3 separate regions of the Mus musculus genome follow, and all the other regions are linked to region 1. Evidence: chromatin contacts called from public HiChIP or PLAC-seq data. All regions are on one chromosome and are shown on one strand. The core of a region is the stretch at or near the end of the contact, and the rest is flanking DNA. Distances in the headings are between cores, read along the strand shown.

Region 1 (2,963 bases), core at 276-2,775:
GCACTTGGGAGGCAGAAGAAGGCAGGTCAAGGCCAACCTGGTCTATACATCCAGTTCCAGGACTGCTAGAGAAATCCTGTGTCAAAAAAAAAGGAGGAGAAAGAGGAAGAGGAGGAGAAGAAGAAAGAAAGAAAGAAAGAAAGAAAGAAAGAAAGGAAGGAAGGAAGGAAGGAAGGAAGAAAGAAAGAAAGAAAGAAAGAAAGAAAGAAAGAAAGAAAGAAAGAAAGAAAGAAAAGGGAATTAGCACAGTGGGTAGAAGTAGATATTGAGTAAAAATTTTGAAAGAGAATGAAGTTTAGGAATCCCACTTAGAGATGATACTTCTAAATTTCATTATATTATTACAATTAATTTGCAGTTCAGGGGATTGAACCTAGAGAAGGTTCCTTCCTTCCTTCCTTCCTTCCTTCCTTCCTTCCTTCCTTCCCTCCCCCCTCCTCTCTCTCTCTCTTTCTTTTCTTCTTTCTTTCTTTCTTTCTTTCTTTCTTTCTTTCTTTCTTTCTTTCTTTCTTTCTTTCTTTTTGTTTCTTTCTTTCTCCCCCCCTCTCTTTTTCTTTCTTTCTTAAGTAGGATCTCACTAAGGCTGGCCTTGAACTCATCAGCTTCCTGCCTCAGCATGGGATTATAGACAAGTACTACTAGGCCAGGCTAAGAGGCCTCTTTTTGTTGAAACTCTCTTTTTTTCTCTGTGGCCATACAGCTTCTCTAGCAGTGTCCCAGGATGAAAGCAGTTCACTCTGAGGGCTTGAGAGCTGAGGACTTTATGAGCTGCTGTTTGAAGTAAAGCAGAGGGTCAAGTTTGGAAGCTGCATGGGAAGGTCAGGAGGTCATGGGAAGGTCAGGAGGTTCAGTTTAGCATCCAGGAAGAAGAAAGCCATTTCCTGTCCTATAGCCCCGTGGCTTCCACTTAACACACACTTTAGTGACAATCCTGGGACATTTTAAGCGGACAGAAAATGGCTCCTTTACTTTGCTGGACAAGGCTGAGTCTCTAGTGTTCCGGCAGAGGGGGTGGGGAGGTAGGGTTGGGAGGATACGGGGCAGGGGATATACATGCGTGGGTACTGGGTTCTTGATTCCTTCATGCATTAGGCTAATCTCTCACAGAGTGCAGCTGAGTGTGCGATTGGGGAAGTGGGGCAGGTACTGAGCAGGACTGGATGGTAGCAAAGTGTATGTCTAGCAGGGTACTGACTCTTGATGTTGGGAGGTGAGGTTCAAGGACTGGGAGTTGATATAGGGTTCAGCCTCCAGCAGATGCAAGACCACGTGGGTTTGAGTTTTAGAGCTCAGGGAGGAGCTGGTGCGACTGAGGTGGGTACTAGAAGTGAGCAGAGGGCTAGACTGCCAGGCGGAAATTTCTGTCCTAGTAATAAGACTTTGGCAGGACTCCGGGACGAGGCGTGGCTCCGAGAAGGGGCGTGGCACGATGCCAGGGATGGGCGGGGGCGTGGCGGTGGGGCGTGGCGCGGCGCCAGGGCGGCGCGGGGCGTGGCCTCAAGGGGCGTGGCGTCGCGGATCAGCAGAACCAGCTACCTCCCGAGTCTCCTCTGGATCCGGAGCTGGCGGCTGCGCTTCACTTCTAGCTTACAACCAGAGCCGCGCGCCGCCACCCTACCTTCCCCTCCCGGCCGCGCCGAGACGCGGGCATGAGCCCGCCCCGCGTCCCGCGGAGCCAGCGCCCCGGCCCGGGCCTCGGCGCCTAGGTAAATAGGGGAATACGAAGCGCGGGGGGGGGGGGGGATCCCTAGGCCTCACCGAGACGTGAGACTCCCGCAACTCTCATCCTGGGGCGCCTGTGGTCACCTCCGGAGCCCGCGGGCTCTCCCAGCTATGGGAGCGTCCTACTTTAAGGAAGGAGGACTCAGACGCGCCTCTCGAAGCCAGCGAGACCCTGAAACTCCCTGAGCCGTCCTCAACCAGCTCCCATCTCTAGGAAGCGCAGGTGTGAGTCTTACCTCACCTGTATTCCCCATGTAACCCATCAGAGAAACCCAGATCCCCGGTTCCCTGAGCCTCTTCCCGGAAGCAGCCTTCCTCGCCTTCCTGCTCCCCAAATTCCAAGAGACACTTTCCTTTTACTGCCTATCCGACCTGCAAGTGGCATTCCTATTCATTGCAGTCCTCCGGGCTAGCAGCCTCCTGCCTTAAAACCTTTCTCCTCTGGCTCTGGGAGTCTGTACACATTCTTTTGGAGACAGCTATCTGTCACAGCATAAGGACCGGAGTGGAGCCTTGGGCAGTCGGGAGTTCTGTGCAATCTGCCTGCGTGGAGCGGTGGGAGCAAAACAATTGCCAGACACTTGGATGGAGGGCTTTGATAAGACAGGGCAGCCAGGGGCCAGGTGTCAGCTCCAGCACATTCCAACAGCCTCCAGGGGCTGCGCTTCCTGCACATTCTTTGAGGGCCCTTTTCGGAGAAATGCAGGCTGCTGTGTAGGTATCCCAGGTAGGTCCCAGGAGCTGTGTCCCTCTCGCTCTGCTGCTAGTCTCTGTGCCTGGGTGCTGGGTATTCCTGGGCAGGGCACCAGGCTGGATGTGACCTCATCCAACAACCCCAGCCAAGGTGGGGCCCCTAGCCAGGCTCAGACAGTGTCAGCAGCAGCACAAGTCCCCTGAGGCAGCTTTGAACAAACTGTGGATCACGGACCCGGCTGGTTCTCCTGGACTTTGCTGGTCTTGCCAGTTGGCACCGAGATGTGGAGAAGTGGGAGCCCGCTGCCGCTTACACTCTCTGGAAGCAGAGCTGATAATGGTGTTGAAAGGATGGGGACAATGCTAGATATAATTAGTGTCCCTCCCTAGATTGGCATCCACTCTGTCCTTTATCAGTGTCCTGGTCACTGGGATGGAGCTATAGCTAGATAGAAGGGGCTTGGGAACTGTCATTGTAGGTGTCCCTACATGGCCAAGTGACAGATGAAGGAACCGGGAACATCAAATCTCATAGTGACATGTGACAG
Region 2 (2,963 bases), core at 283-2,782, 190 kb after region 1:
TGATGCTGGGAAATATGTCATGGCGAGTGAGCGTGCCTTCCTGCTCACAAGGGACCAAGTAGCAGCTCTCTGTGTGCTGAGGGCCAGGCCCCAGGCTGTGTGGTCAATGAGAAAGAAAGCCTGGTGCAGAAGCAAGGGTAGCAGTGGGTCTCAACCCTCCTAATGCTGCAACCCTTTAATACAGTTCTTCATGCTGTGGTGACGCCTGCCCGCCCCCCACCCCAACCACAAAATTATGTCACTGCTGCATTACAACTGTCATTCTGCTTCTGCTATGAACCGTGACATAAACATCTGATATGCAGGATATCTGCTTTGTGACCCTCAAAGGGATCACAACCCACAAAGTGAGAACTGCTAATGTGTAGCCTATGGTCATTCATCTCCAGGTACAAGATATACCTCTCTGAGGCTGGGATTGTATGTGCATAGACGGTGTCTGATAGCTACCCAGAGGGCCACACTTGAAAACTTGGCCATGTATAGCACTTTTTTCATTTTATCATTACATTGTATTTACTTACCTTTTATTAGTTGAGTTTTTTTTTTCACTCGTATGTGTGCATGTGTATGCACACACTGCAGCACGTATGGAGGTCAACCTGTGGGAGGTGGTTCTCTTTTCACCACATGGCTCTGGGGTACGGAGCTCATGTCATCGGGGTTGGTGTAGCATCTTTATTCAGAGCCATCACGCCAGGCCGGCAGTACTTATTTCAGAAGTATATAGCAAGTGGAGCTTGTTGGAGGCTAGGACTGGAGAATTGTGAGTTCAAGGTCAGCCTGGGCTACTTAGAGCATACCAGCCATCTTGAGTAAGTAATGGGACCCTGGGTCTAAAAACCAAAATTAACAAGTGGACAGCCATTACGAATTCTTTCCAGCCGGGCAGCTGTGACACTCACCTTTAATCCCAGCACTCAGGAGGCAGAGGCAGGCAGATCTCTGTTAAAGTCTGAGGCCATCCTGGTCTACAGAATGCATTCCAGGACTGCCAAAGCTACACAGAGAAAAGGCAAACAAACAAACAAAAAGAATTCTTTTCAAATGAATAAATATGTTGGGCAGTGGGGAATTACACAGAGTTTGTGCCTATGTCCAAAACTGTGAGCGAGGGATCGGGATGTCTATCAGGCCCAGAGAGGGAAGATACTTCCCTCGGGTCACACAGCAGTGAGGGATAGCTGTGAGTTTGGGATTACTGGCTGGGTACCCTGGGAGTTTTTCCTCGTCATCTGTCAGCAGAAGGTGGCCTCTGCTTCAGGAAGGGGCAGTTCACATTTACAAAGTCTTCCTGCTTATCAGAGAGTTGCCCTCTCTCCGGCAGTGGTGGCTTGACGACTATGCCCACCATTCTCTTCGGGGCTGCCGTGGAAAACAGGCGGAGGCTGTTTTCCTCGGCAGCGTGAACCAGCCCTTACACTGACAGAACAGGGCTCGGGCTTTTTGCTGCTGGGCAGGGTGAGCTTCTCCTGTTTGCTCAGGGAGGGAAGGCAGGGCGACACACCACAGTCTCCAAGTGAGGACAAGACCAAAGGTCAGGAGAGACCTGCCAAGTAGGCTACCAAGTCCCCAGGCTTGGGCCAGCTCTGCAGCTTAGCCTGGACTGTGGGCTGGATGATCTCTGACGCCAGCTGAACTCTTCTTCTGCCAGCCTTGGGGGTGGGGGTGACACCATCCCTCCTGAGAGTGGAGATGGGAGAGATATGCTCAGGCCACACTCTGGGAATGAGGAAGGCCTTGTCCTTGGGTCTGCAGCTAGACCTGTAGGTTTTCCAGGGCTAAGAGATTCACAGGCTGTGGTTGCTCCATAGCTCTGGCATCCCAGACAGTAATATTTCTTCGAAGCGCTAATGTCCAGGTGCCCCCACCTCGCAGGAGTCAGTGCTAAGAGAAAGGAAGTCTACCCCTGGGCTGTCTAGCATCCCTCATATGGATGCCCTTAGGTCAGATCCTCATCTTCTACAAAGAGCTTCCGTTTTCCTTCTGTGATTTGTGCCGAGTGCTTCTCTTGGGAGAAAGTCGGCCCCGAGAGAGGAAGGCCCAGGAAGTAAGGGGGCTTGGCCTGCTGGATGCCAGGCTATGACTGAAGCTGTATGTTCAAGAGCTCTACCCCGGCCTTCTCAAGCAGAATAAAAACTTCCTGAGATGTTCTTCTTCAAAGCTGGAGGCCATCCTAATATTGGGGAGACCCAAGCAGACACTATGGGGACCCCTGGGGGAGAGTAAGGAGTGGGGCACAGATGGGTGCTGTATGTTGCTGGAACCCTTTCAGGCACTTTGCCACTTGTTGGGGTGCCAAAAAAAATGGAGGGAGGGGTAGGAGTCACAGACCCCACGCCTCACACACCAGGAGGTGATGACCAAAAGGAGACCTGCATTATCTATTCTACGGGGCAGCATGGAGTTATGTAGGAAGTAGTATGAGCTCATTCTGGGTAGATTTTCCTACTAAATAACAATAATAACAATAACACATTTAATTATTTATTATTGATGTTATTACTGAACAAGGACAAGGTTTTGTGTAGTACAGTCTGGCTTCAGACTTGTGGCAACCCTTAGTTTTTGCCTCCCAAGTGCTGGGATTACAGATCTGGACCACTAGCACGGCTGGGAAGTTTTTTCTAAAATACTGGGGACACCCAGGACCATGCAGTTGAAGAGATTTCAGGTCCATATTGGCTCAGCCATTTGTGTGTGTGTGTGTGTGTGTGTGTGTGTGTGTGTGTGTGTACACTCTTGTACTTGTGGGACGCTCTCTTCTGAGACCTAGGACTTACACCTAGCAGGTTGCATGGGAAAACTGCATTTGGAATACTGTGATGCTGGCCAAGGTCTAGGCAGACTCCTGCAGGCCAGGCCCAGCTGCCCATCACCCTGCTTGCTCTCTTCCTCAGACTTGAAACAGCTTGGCACAGAACCGGTCCTGGGAGAGAGTGTGCTGGCTTGAGTGACTCTGG
Region 3 (2,963 bases), core at 327-2,826, 160 kb before region 1:
CAAATGCTGACACCATTGCATACACTAGCAAGATTTTGCTGAAAGGACCCAGATATAGCTCTCTCGTGTGAGACTATGCAGGGGCCTAGCAAACACAGAAGTGGATGATCACAGTCAGCTATTGGATGGGTCACATGGCCCCCAATGGAGGAGCTAGAGAAATTATCCAAGGAGCTAAAGGGAACTGCAACCCTATAGGTGGAACAACAATATGAACTAACCAGTACCCCGGAGCTATTGACTCTAGCTGCATATGTATGAAAAGATGGCCTAGTCGGCCATCACTGCAAAGAGAGGCCCATTGGACTTGCAAACTTTATATGCCCCAGTACAGGGGAATGCCAGGGCCAAAAAGGGGGAGTGGGTGGGTAGGGGATTGGGGGGGGGGTGGGTATGGGGGACCTTTGGGATAGCATTGAAAATGTAAATGAGGAAAATACCTAATTAAAAAAAAAGAATGTTCCAGGTGGGTTCCAGTAAGCCTGGGCTCTAGGGGATAAGGATAGGCAACGATGAGCAGAGGCTGAACCCACAGGCTCCTTCAACTCAGCAGGTCTGAGGGTTTCTTGGTCAAATCCTGGCTCAGGACAGCCAAGTGACAGCACTATCTGGTCCTGTTTCTTTCCTGTGCCTGCTTCTTTTTGGAGAAGCTCATGTATCCCAGAAGGGGCATCCTTCCCCACACTTAGCCACAAGTAAGTGGCTTTGTCCCTTGTCACTTAAATGCATGAGTAGTCAAATGGCCAGCCTGTGTGTTCTACCCTGTAACCATAGTGGTCCAATTGGTCCTTGGCTTGTGATCAAAGTCAGACCCTAAAACAACTGAGTATTCATAAGCTAAACATGCACACACATGGAACACCCAGCATCTCAGGGGTATGAACCCTAGAGTCCTGTGCCCACAGGGACCACACACTTGGCTAATAGTCAACCATCTGTTGCAACTAGGACTACTCTGAACACTGGGCCATGTAGTTTTATTTAGACAGGACCTTGCAAACCATATCCCCACCATACACCACACACACACATACATGTGTATATATCCCCACCATACACCACATCCATATCCCCACCATACACCACACACACATATACATGTGTATGCCCATGCGTGCACATGTGCACATACACTATACACATGTGCACACACGCATATACATGTGTACACCCATACTACACACACACACACACACACACACACACACACACACACACGATCTCCAAAGTGGTGGAGCTGAAGGGGTCTTGAGACTACTTAGCTATTCTCTGCCACTGCCAACTTCCTGGCTTTGATGATATGCTATAGTTACATACGACATGACACTTGGGGAAGTTCCAGGAAGGAACCACAGACTGTCTGTGCTATTTTTGCAATTTTCAGTTAGTCTATAATTATTTCGAAATGTTTGTTCTCAAAGCCTTCAACTCTGGGGCTTCACTTTTGCTTGAATATCTAAGGAGCTGGGACCTGAGCCCGAAGTTCTCCAGGCACCAGGGTGAAATTAACATCCTGAGAGGAGAGAGAGCAAGCTGTGTAAGGAGAGACCAATCCCAGGGCAAGCTGTGAAGGGAGGGACCAATCCCAGGGCAAGCTGTGAAAGGAGGGACCAATCCCAGGGCAAGCTGTGAAGGGAGGGACCAATCCCTGGGGCTTCAGCTGGAGTCTTTAGTTCTTTCCCTGCCTGGAGGCCACATGATGTGAGTTTCCTAGTTCCACAAATCACTCATGCCCTGCGTGTTGGCCAATCTGAGTTGAATTTCTGCCTCTTTCAACTTCAACCCTATGTCCTACATTCTCAGAGAGCACACAAAAGGCCAGAGAAGACGATGAGAGGCCACAGAACAAAGACATCTTATCCCTATCCTGTACCTCCTTGAGGGCAGGAGGAAAAGGAGATGTCTTCACTCACCTGAAGGCAACATAGAGCACCATGGTGAAGGCCAGGAAGATCATGGAGACGGCACTGCCTGCCTGGGAGATGCGAGTGAGAGTCTGTGCCGTGGCCAGGTCCAAGATCGGCCTCTGTAGATGACCCCAAGTTCTGATCACATCACTGATGGGCCAGACCCACACATCTCCCAAACCCCAGCCAGCCCAGGCAGCCTCTCCCAGGGACAGAAGCTGGACCACTGCAATCAGGATGGATGGGCTGTTACCAGCAGCAAGGCGAAGAAGGTCAAGTGGTCGCAACGGCAGACAGTTCTCCCATCCCCGGGCACCGTGGAGCAGCCGTGGGAATCCCAGTCTCCTGTGGCCCACAGCAAAGTAAGAGCAGAGGAGGAGGGAGGGAGAGCCTGCCTCTGCCCTCACCCTCTGCCCCGTGGAAGCTTGCTCCTTTCTCATTCTAGAAACGTCTTCCAAACCTACCTTTAGCCATATCCCAGAATACACAGGTGAGGATCACGTTCTGAAACCAGAGAGTGGGAGTCAGAAGAGGAGGGAGGCAGGAAAGGGGGAGAGAAGAGAAGACGGGGCACCACCAGGGGTCTTGCCCTAAGAGGAAGCTCTCTGTAGCTTACATGGGGAGATCGACTCCATCGGTTGATGCTCCCTGGACCACTGTGCATGTAGGGTATACAACATGTATGGCACAAGAGGGTCTGCCTGTCTGTGCGTGCATGCCTGTCTTCAGGATCATTGCCTGGCAGGGGTGGAAAGCATGTATGCAGAGGGGTTCCCCAGGTCCCCACACATTTATGAACATGGGGTGGGAGGGTGTAGGGGGCACGTGTGTTCACGTGTGCAGGGCAGACAGATGTCTTTGGGCATTAACTGCATGAGCCAGATGGTTTCTTCTGCATGCACTTAGAAGGGTAAAGGGCACAGGGTCCCATGTGTGGCTTCTCAGAGCTCATGCACGGTATGCTCCACAGTAACTGCCAGGCCCCAGGCAGAAGACTCACAGGTGGTTGACGCTCATGGGAGAAGGTGATCTCTACAGGTTCCGACAGCCCGGTGG

Evidence for each region. HiChIP or PLAC-seq counts read pairs in DNA pulled down with a chosen protein or histone mark.
Region 2: a contact with region 1 is called in an HNF4G HiChIP or PLAC-seq map of pancreatic cancer cells. The contact joins the enhancer-like site here to the promoter of Dok4 in region 1. A contact is called at or near these places in 4 of 39 promoter capture datasets (embryonic stem cells, hematopoietic stem and progenitor cells and pre-B cells), 3 of 115 datasets of contacts at active chromatin or transcription factors (embryonic stem cells and pancreatic cancer cells) and 3 of 9 other capture datasets (adipose tissue, liver and pancreatic islet).
Region 3: an H3K27ac HiChIP or PLAC-seq map of microglia shows a contact between it and region 1, with 7 times the contacts expected there. The contact joins the enhancer-like site here to the promoter of Dok4 in region 1. A contact is called at or near these places in 2 of 39 promoter capture datasets (hippocampal neurons and neutrophils), 1 of 484 Hi-C or Micro-C datasets (the 63-12 cell line), 5 of 115 datasets of contacts at active chromatin or transcription factors (the 230-238 cell line, effector CD8 T cells, embryonic stem cells and 2 more) and 3 of 9 other capture datasets (adipose tissue, liver and pancreatic islet).

The regions. Positions count from the first base shown.
Region 1 is chr8:94,874,874-94,877,836 of GRCm38.p6, reverse strand. It overlaps Dok4 (docking protein 4), which reads left to right and starts at 1,525. Exons shown (of 9, transcript NM_053246.3): 1 at 1,525-1,706.
Region 2 is chr8:94,684,725-94,687,687 of GRCm38.p6, reverse strand. All of the region lies in intron 1 of Pllp (plasma membrane proteolipid), which reads left to right. Among named protein-coding and RNA genes, the nearest start is that of Pllp, 10 kb to the left of the region's middle. Within about 2 kb of position 1,532, at least 53 of the 459 cell types and tissues checked have an H3K27ac peak or open chromatin away from gene starts, as enhancers often do. A contact at or near this core is called in adipose tissue, liver and pancreatic cancer cells, where this site is marked.
Region 3 is chr8:95,035,889-95,038,851 of GRCm38.p6, reverse strand. Adgrg3 (adhesion G protein-coupled receptor G3) reads right to left here. Exons shown (of 12, transcript NM_173036.3): 5 at 2,908-2,963; 6 at 2,372-2,411; 7 at 2,161-2,252; 8 at 1,914-2,026. Among named protein-coding and RNA genes, the nearest start is that of Gm51544, 17 kb to the right of the region's middle. Within about 2 kb of position 1,576, at least 139 of the 459 cell types and tissues checked have an H3K27ac peak or open chromatin away from gene starts, as enhancers often do. A contact at or near this core is called in the 230-238 cell line, the 63-12 cell line, adipose tissue and 2 more, where this site is marked.